4 separate regions of the Mus musculus genome follow, and regions 2, 3 and 4 are each linked to region 1. Evidence: chromatin contacts called from public HiChIP or PLAC-seq data. All regions are on one chromosome and are shown on one strand. The core of a region is the stretch at or near the end of the contact, and the rest is flanking DNA. Distances in the headings are between cores, read along the strand shown.

Region 1 (2,528 bases), core at 20-2,519:
ATGGTGTTTTGCAAGAAAACAAAATGCTGTATTAATTTTCCATAGTCTTGGGCTATGGATCCCTCATCTGAAACTGGAATATATCCTAGTGAAAGCCTAGAATAAGACGGAAACCGTAACTAACTAAAATTTTTACATTTTAAAGTCTATTGTGGGCCAGGTCACACTGAAAGACTTGTATAACGTATTTGTTCTGGGTTGTTTAGAGTCAAGGTTTTTATTTCTTCCTCCCAGACAGTAGTTCATTGCCTGAAACTTAAAAATAAAATAAAAACGCTTCTTACAAATTTACCCTGTAAGCTTCCCGACAGTTCTAAATGGGCGAAGATGACTTGGATCAAACCAGGACTGGCAGGTAGCATGTGATGCTGTTTTTTTTCTAAGCATTTTTTAAGGGTATGGTTCTAGTCCCTGAAATTCCACTCAGCATCTAAAACTGGAGTGGAATTTTAATACTTAAAATTGTAAATGGGATTCTGCCCGATGCATTTTGCTTGTTTGGAGGAAACCCTTATCGTTTTGTTTGCGTCATATCTTCAAATGCCCGCTTCACCATTCTGGTAAACAACTGTGCGTGCAATGATAATCAGGTTTGAAGAAGCAGTGCTAGGGACGGTGGCGAATGAAGTGATTCTGTTGTTGGAATCGATCTTCCCTCGTGACCAGAATGCCAGTGGTATGTCCTGGGAGTGTTCTTCATCAGAGCTGGTGGCAAACCCAGGAAACTTATTTCTGGCGCCCCTTTCCCCTTCCTCTTTCAGGTAACTAACTGTTCCTAATGATTTGGTGTGAGAGGTTGGCAGTCGCCCCCACCCCCCACTCCTAATTAGCAATTATGCAGATTGTTTACCAGAAACCGGCTGGGCAGCTTTTTCTTCTTCTGCCCTCCCTCCTAGACCTACACGCTGCTTCCAGGTGACCCAGGAATGTTTTGCTCCGCGGGAAAAATCAGATTGTTTTTCATCCCGGTTCTAACTGGAAAGATCTTCAAGGAAGTGTTCATGGGACCCAGTGTAATGAGGGGGCCTCACTTTAGTGAATTGGAAGGAAAGTGCCATGCTAAGCCCGCCTTTGTTCTCATTTGAATCACAGGCTGTACTGGGACTGGTCTGTATGTTGAGTAAGTGCGGGGTGGGAGGCGAACGCCTAATTTGTGGAATTGCGGGGGGCGGGGATGTTAGGGCGGGGCGGCCTTGTGGATTGGCTAGAGCAGAGAGGGCGGGGCGAGCGGCCCTTATCAGCCTACGCCGGCAGGTGCAGGTCCCAGGTCAAGGTAAGGAGGCCACGGCTCCCTTGTCTGCCCCTGCACCCTGTCCGGGACTTTGCTGCTTTGTTCTCCCTTGCTGAGGGCGTTTCTACTCAGAGTGCGTTCCAGGGCTTTGGGATGAGGGCGTTTCTACTTGGAGTGCATTCCAGGGCTTCGGGATTATAGTTCCTGGCAGGTCCTGGAGAAAAGATCCGCAGAGACACCCTGCCCTGCAGCAGGGAGAGCTTGAAGGACACTCACTCCAGCAGGAAAACAGCAACGCGCGGTGGCTGGCTCTGGCTTTGTCTGGGAATGTTCAACAGGTTAAGTTGAGGTTCTAGACAGCTGCACGTTCAGGCTCTGCTCAGATGGGAACCCAGAGCAGAGAGCAGAGGCCGCACTCTCCCCTGACTTTGACGGCATTTGTTTGCATCGCCCTGCAGTGCACAGTGTGTTCGTTGTATTTCTGCCTCGGCCGGCCGTGATTATTCCTCCTCGCAAAGGTCTGAATTAAGAAGCTAAGCTGGAAATGAGCGGGGCAAGTGGTTCTCAGCTTGTGGCGTTAAAGTGAGTGATTTCTGGGTCTCCTCACGTTGAGGGACCTGTAGCCACTTTTTTTTTTTCAGGTTAGTTTGAGTTTTATTTGTTTCCATTTTATAATTGAACATATTTAGGGGGTGGACTATGGTGTATTGATTCATGCATTGTGTAAACTAGAGTCTTGCCTGGCTTTGGAATAATGACCGTTTTAGTTGGCGTGTTAACAGCAAAGCGATGGTTGGGAACGGGAATATGTGCTGTGGTGCCTTGTTTTTTTTTTTTTTTTTTTTTTTTGAAAAGTTTCTCTTTTTAAAAATTCAGTTATGTAATTTAATTACGTAGGAAAATTTTCTCTTAAGATGGAAACCTAGCTTCATTTCTTCCTCTTAAAAAAATCAACTATTGGTAGGTTCCAAGATAATTCATACAGTTCCAATTGGATCTGAGGAAGAAGGAAGGTCTCTACGGCATTTTCTACTAGAGATGAAATAATCAGAACACTTAGAATGCATTATCATTTCAACAAAACAAGTCTGGACTTTTCTAAATGGACCCATTGTACCTATGCAAAGCGAGATACAAACTGGCCAGAAGTTGAGCAGGTTTATTTTTGTGAAATTTTTAGCAGTGACTTGATGCCTTTGTGATGTTAGGCAGCAGCTGTCCTGGGGTCACTAGCGTCCATGCCAGTTCCTGAGGAAGAAGCTGAATAGACTCAGACCCACACCTTGCAAGGGACTGT
Region 2 (2,528 bases), core at 21-2,520, 250 kb before region 1:
GGTCAGGATGGATGATTGCTTTAATGTGTTCTTGGATTCGGTTAGCGAGAATTTTATTAAGGATTTTTGCATCGATATTCATAAGAGAAATTGGTCTGAAGTTCTCTATCTTTGTTGGATCTTTCTGTGGTTTAGGTATCAGAGTAATAGTGGCTTCATAAAATGAGTTGGGTAGAGTACCTTCTACTTCTATCTTGTGAAATAGTTTGTGCAGAACTGGAATTAGATCTTCTTTGAAGGTCTGATAGAACTCTGCACTAAACCCGTCTGGTCCTGGGCTTTTTTTGGCTGGGAGACTATTAATAACTGCTTCTATTTCTTTAGGGGATATGGGACTGTTTAGATGGTCAACTTGATCCTGATTCAACTTTGGTACCTGGTATCACTTCTAAAGAGCCTGACTGTTTAAAAAACAACAACAAAAAAGAATTTCCACAAGAAAAAGAATATTCGAGGAATCTAAGTGAAGCGTGCCATGTTTTGCTAAGTGTGACAGACACGGTGACTGTAAAAGGGAAAGGAGCTGTGGGGTGCAGAGGAACTTCTTATTTTTAAATGAACTTAACACATAAACTGCTTAAAATTAAGTTGACTTAAAACATAGCTGCAACCTTCAGAAGAGGCTGCCTTTCCTGGATCCCCCACTACCCATAAGATTGCCCAGGTGCTTTCACTAAGTGCCCTGGTGCTTTTACTAAGTGCCCAGGTGCGTTCACTAAGTGCCCTAGTGCTTTTACTAAGTGCCTTTCTTTTCTGAAGAATAAAGAGTATAGTTTATTCTTTTGGGGAGTTGTCACTAGCTCGTCCACTATTATTCTAGTTCTGAAAGAGAGTTGCTCAAAGTAGAACACCCAGCTCTCTGTCTCAGCCACTCAGGGCTTGTGCCAGTTCTTGAACCTAAATGTCCTCTCTTGCCTGAGCCCTGGGATACTCGATCACAGGTGACATTTCAAAGTGACTGATGGAGGGAATCCTTATGTAACAATCTAGTGGCAGACTTCTTAGATTGATGTTTACTTTATGTGCTGTGTGTGTGCCTTTCAAAGTAACTCTATGAGAGCGAAAGTGGACCAAGAATGTGTACAGGTGACCCTTTAAAGCTGGAGAGAAATGGGGACTTAACATGTTTTCCACTTTGAGTCCTCAGGATACCTAAAAAACTATGAAAGTGGAAATCTATTTGAAGAACATGTGCTTTTCTTCACTCTTGCATTTCTTAAGGTTTTTCCATTCCACTAAAGGAAAAGTTATTTAAAACTAAGGCATCCCTTCTAGAAAGCCTCGCTTTCCCCTGATGATCATAATGGTAGTTGGGAAAGCAGCCAGCTGCCCCAGGAAGTCTGGCATATTAGTTGATGATGTCACCAAATGAGAGTTGAGTGGAGGAGAAAATATAATTCAAAACTATAATTTAGGGGAATAAATAACCTGGGAAAAAATATTAAACTTTAAACTTCCCTACAGCATTTGTGATGTTTCTTTGTTTTAGAAAATGCCAGGGCAAAGCTGGTAAGAACTAACTTTTCTGGCGTGTTCATTCAATTGCTGGGCACACTACTCGTATTTTTAGGTTAACATCAAAGCCAGATGTTAGACAGACATACTGCTTCCCCACTGAATTAACTTTAGTGCTTTATAGCTCACTACACAAGGAGGCTTTAAAAAGAATGAGTGGAAGAGCTCAGATTTCTGTTTGACTGTTTTCATTTAATATTCATACACGCATATAATGTGCTTGGATCTAACTTTCACTCCCTCCCCCGCCCAGTTCCTCTCCTATCCCTTTCCACCACCTTCCCTCCCTATGTCACATGTTCTCCCTCCTCCTCCTCCCTCTGTCCCTCCCTCCCCCTCCCTCTCTCCCTTCCTGAATGTCTGTCTTCCCTTCTCTTTCCCCTGCCTCTCCCTCACTTTCTGACTCTGCTTATTGTGTGTGCACTGGGGCCATCCACTGGAGCATGGACAACCTCTCAGGAGCCCCATTCTTGATAGTTTACTCTCCGTCCTCCAGCAGCCTTCTGCTGCCAATGGCTTCTCAGATAGAGGTGGGACTTCTCCCTCTGCCATTGCTGAACATTGATTTTATACACGATGGCTTGACTTTATACAGTTCTTGTACAATTAAGACTATCCATATACTATATTTGGATTTTTCCCTCTCAGCTCACCCCAGGTCCTCCCTATGCTCTACTCATCTAACGTTATCTTCTTTCTCTCTTTTAAAACAAAACAAAACAAAACCATAAAAATGTAAATCAAGTCAATCAGGCAAAAGACCAATATGACAAAAATGCCAAACAAAGCTAAACGAAGCAAAGCGTTCACAAAAACACCATTGAGTTAATTTTGTGCTGGCCAACTAACTCCTCCTGGGCTTGGGGCTTGTCTTGGAATGTGGCTGATATATACTCAGTGGCCCACCATTGGAAAAGTTGATTTTCCCTTTGCCAGTGGGTATCAGATGGAGATAGCTTCTTGGTTAGGGGTGGGATCCTATGTCCACTTTTCCCTCTCAATGCTGCAAACTG
Region 3 (2,528 bases), core at 13-2,512, 210 kb before region 1:
GGGATTAAGTTATGCATCTAACAGTAATCATCCTCATTAGTTTGGTGAGTGTTCATATAGGCCTGGAAAGAAAATGATTCATCTTTTCCCTTGAACAAACAGGCTTGTTTGATGTACCATTGCCGCCTTCACTCTGTTCCCTAACCTCTAGTTTTCTTAGGTGTAAGAGATAGTCTCCCTCCGTGGGAAAAAGCAGTTTCGAGATAGCATGCCTCCCTGCACTGAGGCATCGTGATGTTTAGATCTTAAGCTTATTCCCTAGCTGCATCCAGAGAGTTCGAGCTTTCGGTTCATGCTTTGAAGGCCCCCTCTTTTTTTTAGGTTTTTAAGACAAGGTTGTGACTTGTAGCGCAAGCTGGCCCAGAACATACATAGTCCAGGCTGGTGTCATATCCTCAGTACTCTTGCCTCAGCCTCCCAAGTGCTGGAGTTCTAGGCATACTGGTCCATGCTGTTGTCACACTTGGCTTCTAAAAGCCTTTGGGTGGGAGTTTTGAGGCATGGTCTCATGGAGCCCAAACTTACCTTGAACTCCTGATTCTTCTGTCTGTACCTTTCAAATGCTGGGGTTACAGGTGTATGGGCATATGCCATGGACACATGGTCAACTGCAGCTTGTAAAAACTTTTCAGTAGAGAGTATGTGAGCTTAAATTACCATAGTACATTGTTTTTCTGTGTAAATACATTTTTAAAAACCCCATAGAGGCTCAGTAGTTGGCCATCTTGGCTCCTCGTCTTTAGGTGGGTGTTGTAGCCTTTTTAGTTGAATGTTTACAAGCAGACACTTTTGATTTCTTTCTCATAAGGTGATGTTATGAGTCCAGGACTTTGGCTTGAGTCCAGTCTTAGTAACTCTATTCTTGCAGTCACTTTATCCTGGCAGTTTTATGGGTCTCCATTTTTTTACCCACCCCCCCCCCCCAACCATAACCAGGCCTCACTGGGGCTGGTAATTCTTGAAGCATTATGGTGGAAGGTGAGGCTTGTTTACATAGCTGTGTGGATCTCCTGATCACAGGCCTTGGGTGTCTGGAAGATACTTCATAAACCTCAAGAAGAATTATTGTTACAACCTGCCCAAATTGAGGCAGGTAAGCACTTAGAGATTCTTCAGTGTCTGGTGAATCACAGTAGCACCCACAGCTAGAATTATAATCTGCAATTTAAGGTTACAGGGTTTTTCCATTGTGTCTGAATAGAGGGCATGTTAACAGATGAAAAAATAGAATTCTCTTTGATGTTGGTTTCTTTAGCTATATAAGTTCTCTTGAGGCCTGTGAGTCAGACCCTAGGAATTTTCTTTCAATTCCTCCTTTGCCTTTCTGGGAGTAACATGACAATGGGGCTAGCTGGGTTCTGCTCTGTTTCACTCGAAGGTTGATTTCATTACATTTATACTGAAAGTGCATTAGAAAGGGACCAGAGACATAGCTCAGTTGGTAGAGTACTTACCTAACATGCAGGAAGCCCTAGGTTCAATTCCCAGCACTATGTAAACCAGGCATATGCCAGTAATCCCAGCACACAGGAGGTAGAGACAAGATGATCAGGAGTTCAAGGCCATTCTCATCTACATGGTGAGTTTAAGGCCAGCCTGGGATGCATGACCCTGTCTCCAAAGCCCAAAAGGATATTGAAAAGAGTGCTCTTTTCAGAAGTGCCAGCCTCTGGCAAGTAGTGTGAAGAATGCCTAGATTACTTTTTGATAAGCTGTGATTTTTTTTTTTTTTTGAACACTATACCTATAACTGTCATTGGTTCATTGTCCTACCTCACCCCAGGTCACTTATTCTAGGATTTTCCAGAATGGAATCTTTAATTTGCCTATAGACAGGTACATAGCGGCTCATAGCTGTAATCCCAGTACTTGAGAGATAGATTCAGAAGAATCAGAAGTTGAAGGGTAGCCTCAGCTATATCCTGAGTTCAGAGCTACCTGGGCTCCATGAGTTCTCAATGAAAAGTCAATAAATAAAACGGCTATTGCATCTCTCCCTCTCTAAGAACTGTCAGTAACTTCAACAGTTTCTCTATGATGATATTTGAGATCACATTACTGAAGGTAGAATTTACTTTAATTTGGGTGGAAGGTTGCTTTATTGTTTCAAATCTTATCCACCCATGACCCCCATAATTCTAAGATCTATAAGATCGTTGCTTTCATTAGCTTAGATTGAAATCACTCAGTCACTTCAGGCACCTCAATAAATATTTGACCTATAATTTTCACTGCTGCCCAAAAGCAAACAAGCCAATACTTAAACTGCCTTTTCTATCTTTTTTTTTTAAAGATTTACTTATTTATTATATGTAAGTACACTGTAGCTGTCTTCAGACACACCAGAAGAGGGCATCAGATCTCATTATGGATGGTTATGAGCCACCATGTGGTTGCTGGGATTTGAACTCAGGACCTTTGGAAGAGCAGTCAGTGCTCTTACCCACTGAGCCATATCTCCAGCCCCACTGAACCGCCTTTTCTAATAAACCTGTTTGAACCACTGTCTTCTTTTGTGTTGTCCAGGT
Region 4 (2,528 bases), core at 11-2,510, 180 kb before region 1:
GGTAGGGAGAAAGTGGGCAGCTTTCTCTAGTCCCTGATTTTAGTGGGATTGCTTCCAGTTCCTCTCCATTTAGTTTGATGTTGGCTACTGGTTTGCTGTAGATTGCTTTTATTATGTTTAGGTATGGGCCTTGAATTCCTGAGCTTTCCATGACTTTTATCATGAAGGGGTGTTGGATTTTGTCAAATGCTTTCCCAGCATCGAACGAGATGATCATGTGATTTTTGTCTTTGAGTTTGTTTATACAGTGGATTATGTTCATAGATTTCCGTATATTAAACCATCCCTGCATCCCTGGGATGAAGCCTACTTGATCATGATGGAAGATCGTTTTGATGTGTTCTTGGATTCGGTTTGTGAGGATTTTATTGAGTATTTTTGCATCAATATTCATAAGGGAAATTAGTCTGAAGTTCTCTTTCTTCCTTGAATCTTTGTGTGGTTTAGGTATCAGAGTAATTGTGGCTTCATAGAATGAATTGGGTAGAGTACCTTCTGTTTCTATTTTGTGGAATAGTTTGAGGAGAGTTGGAATTAGGTCTTCTTTGAAGGTCTGATAGAACTGTGCACTGAACCCATCTGGTCCTGGGCTTTTTTTGGTTGGGAGACTATTAATGACTGCTTCTATTTCTTTAGGACCTAAACACTTTGAACCTTGTGTCTGTTCTGGTAGCACTAGGTGGGAAGGCAATCCCCTAGAGGTGGACACCTAAGTGATCATCTGGGGAGACCTTTCAGGACTTGCTCTGACCTGTTCTTCGAGGTCTGGGGAGATGGCTGTTGTATCTGTCTGGACTTTGGCACTCTGAAACTGGAGTCTCCCTTGTTCTGGCAGCCATACTTGCTCCTTCTAGGAAGTTAGGGTGAGGAGAATAAGCGTAACACATGGTCTCTTAAGTGCAGGACAGGGGGATCCTACTGATGAGTTGGTTATTTGAGCTAAGGGGGGGTAGACCTGTAGGCCACTTGCAGATGAAATCAGCAATGCAAAGGCCCAGGTAGCCAAGCACACTATCTACCCTGTACACAGAGGGATGCCTTCTGACTTGATGGGAAGAGCCCACTCTGGACTCAGACCAGGGCCAGACCAGCTCTTAACTTTGCCTGTCATCTATGAGCTGCTGCCCAGCCCTTCGCTCTCTACACCGCTGTAGGGAAACACGTAAGATCACAAATATTCCGGAACAGGCTCTCAGAGAATTCAGCTCTCTGCTCCAGTAAGCATAGAGACATTTGATAGTTTCGTTTGTTAAATACTATAAGATTTGTGGCTTATTAGGGTGAATCACCAGCCCTGTGGTTCCTCCCAACCCAGAATGTCAACAGTGTTCTGAAATAATAGCTTTTGGGAACAAATAGAAATAATTGTGATGAGTTAGTGCAGGGACAACACAAAAGACTTGCTGCAAAGAGTCACTGAATCCAGATTCCTCAAATGATCCCTAAAGAACTTTCCTGTTCATCGGGTGTGCTTAGCACAGCCCATGCCATCTGCTAGGGCCTCTGTCTATGCTTGTAGCTTGAAATGGAGGTGTTTGTACATGTTGCCTTGTCATTCCCCAGAAGAGGCAAAGCAGCAGAACAGACTGCCAGACCTTGCTGCTGCTCATGTCAAAATGCATAGTCATAGTTCCTTCTCCATATCTAGTAATGGATAATAAAAGTGTGGACCCTCTCATTGCAGGATTTTGAACTCAATTGGCAGACAGACAGACACATACACACACAGAGAGAGAAAGAGAGGTTCTGTTTCTCCCACCAGATGTTCTCAACCTTCCTAATGGTGTGACCCTTTAATAAAGTTCCTCAGGTTGTGGTGACTTCCTCCCCAACTATAAAGTTATTTTTTGTTGCTACTTCATAACTGGAATCTTGCTACTATTATGAATCATAATGTGAATATCTGATATACAGGATATCTGATATGTGACCCCTGTAAAACGGTCATTTGGCCCTCAAATGTGTCGAAAACCACAGGTTGAGAACCACTGTTCTTGAATAAACTTATGTTCTGACTCTGCTGATTACAACGTGAAAGGCTCAGAATGAGAGGGTCTAGACACATCTGTTCTGGGTGTTGGGGTCACTCTTGCACATAGCCCTTCCTTTGAATGTTTGCCCTTTCCAGCCTGTCTTGATAACCACCTCATTCATAAGGATGTGCAGTGTTGTCTATGGAGTTTTTGCCTGGCATGTCCTTCAGACTATGTGGGAGTGTATCAAGATAATTTTGCAAAATGAAGCTTAGTTTTTCAGAAGGGTCAGCCTTAAAGACTGTGGTTAGCGAATCACTTCAGTGCAATCTATTCTGCATTCCTGTTTTCTCACCTCCATTCCCTTCTGCTCCATTCCTCCCACTCCTCAGGCGTTTCTATGAGTCTTTTGTTTGTTCATACAGATGTAAGCCAACTATAAGGATTATCAGCCCTCCTTTTTGAAAAGCAAGATGCACCACACCCAGCTTTCTCTGTGCTCTTGGTACTTGGGGCTGTGTCCTGGGTTTCCTTCTGTTATGGAACCTTTGAGTT

Evidence for each region. HiChIP or PLAC-seq counts read pairs in DNA pulled down with a chosen protein or histone mark.
Region 2: an H3K4me3 HiChIP or PLAC-seq map of craniofacial prominence shows a contact between it and region 1, with 4 times the contacts expected there. The contact joins two enhancer-like sites. A contact is called at or near these places in 1 of 484 Hi-C or Micro-C datasets (bone marrow-derived macrophages), 8 of 115 datasets of contacts at active chromatin or transcription factors (craniofacial prominence, embryonic midbrain, embryonic stem cells and 2 more) and 3 of 9 other capture datasets (adipose tissue, liver and pancreatic islet).
Region 3: a FOXA1 HiChIP or PLAC-seq map of pancreatic cancer cells shows a contact between it and region 1. The contact joins two enhancer-like sites. A contact is called at or near these places in 2 of 484 Hi-C or Micro-C datasets (bone marrow-derived macrophages and embryonic fibroblasts), 10 of 115 datasets of contacts at active chromatin or transcription factors (craniofacial prominence, embryonic stem cells, epiblast stem cells and 4 more) and 3 of 9 other capture datasets (adipose tissue, liver and pancreatic islet).
Region 4: a contact with region 1 is called in a FOXA1 HiChIP or PLAC-seq map of pancreatic cancer cells. The contact joins two enhancer-like sites. A contact is called at or near these places in 2 of 484 Hi-C or Micro-C datasets (the HL-1 cell line and bone marrow-derived macrophages), 10 of 115 datasets of contacts at active chromatin or transcription factors (cardiomyocytes, craniofacial prominence, embryonic stem cells and 4 more) and 3 of 9 other capture datasets (adipose tissue, liver and pancreatic islet).

The regions. Positions count from the first base shown.
Region 1 is chr13:63,271,537-63,274,064 of GRCm38.p6, forward strand. The region is part of intron 13 of Aopep (aminopeptidase O); the gene reads left to right. Among named protein-coding and RNA genes, the nearest start is that of Gm16907, 24 kb to the right of the region's middle. Within about 2 kb of position 1,270, at least 166 of the 459 cell types and tissues checked have an H3K27ac peak or open chromatin away from gene starts, as enhancers often do. A contact at or near this core is called in the HL-1 cell line, craniofacial prominence, embryonic fibroblasts and 2 more, where this site is marked.
Region 2 is chr13:63,022,126-63,024,653 of GRCm38.p6, forward strand. The region is part of intron 2 of Aopep (aminopeptidase O); the gene reads left to right. Among named protein-coding and RNA genes, the nearest start is that of Aopep, 58 kb to the left of the region's middle. Within about 2 kb of position 1,271, at least 25 of the 459 cell types and tissues checked have an H3K27ac peak or open chromatin away from gene starts, as enhancers often do. A contact at or near this core is called in craniofacial prominence, where this site is marked.
Region 3 is chr13:63,065,514-63,068,041 of GRCm38.p6, forward strand. Aopep (aminopeptidase O) reads left to right here. Exons shown (of 16, transcript NM_001289926.1): 5 at 2,527-2,528. Among named protein-coding and RNA genes, the nearest start is that of Gm46422, 28 kb to the right of the region's middle. Within about 2 kb of position 1,263, at least 40 of the 459 cell types and tissues checked have an H3K27ac peak or open chromatin away from gene starts, as enhancers often do. A contact at or near this core is called in embryonic fibroblasts and pancreatic cancer cells, where this site is marked.
Region 4 is chr13:63,086,996-63,089,523 of GRCm38.p6, forward strand. The region is part of intron 5 of Aopep (aminopeptidase O); the gene reads left to right. It overlaps Gm46422 (a long non-coding RNA gene), which reads right to left. Exons shown (of 3, transcript XR_001780981.2): 3 at 800-2,528. Among named protein-coding and RNA genes, the nearest start is that of Gm46422, 6.5 kb to the right of the region's middle. Within about 2 kb of position 1,261, at least 51 of the 459 cell types and tissues checked have an H3K27ac peak or open chromatin away from gene starts, as enhancers often do. A contact at or near this core is called in the HL-1 cell line, pancreatic cancer cells and pancreatic islet, where this site is marked.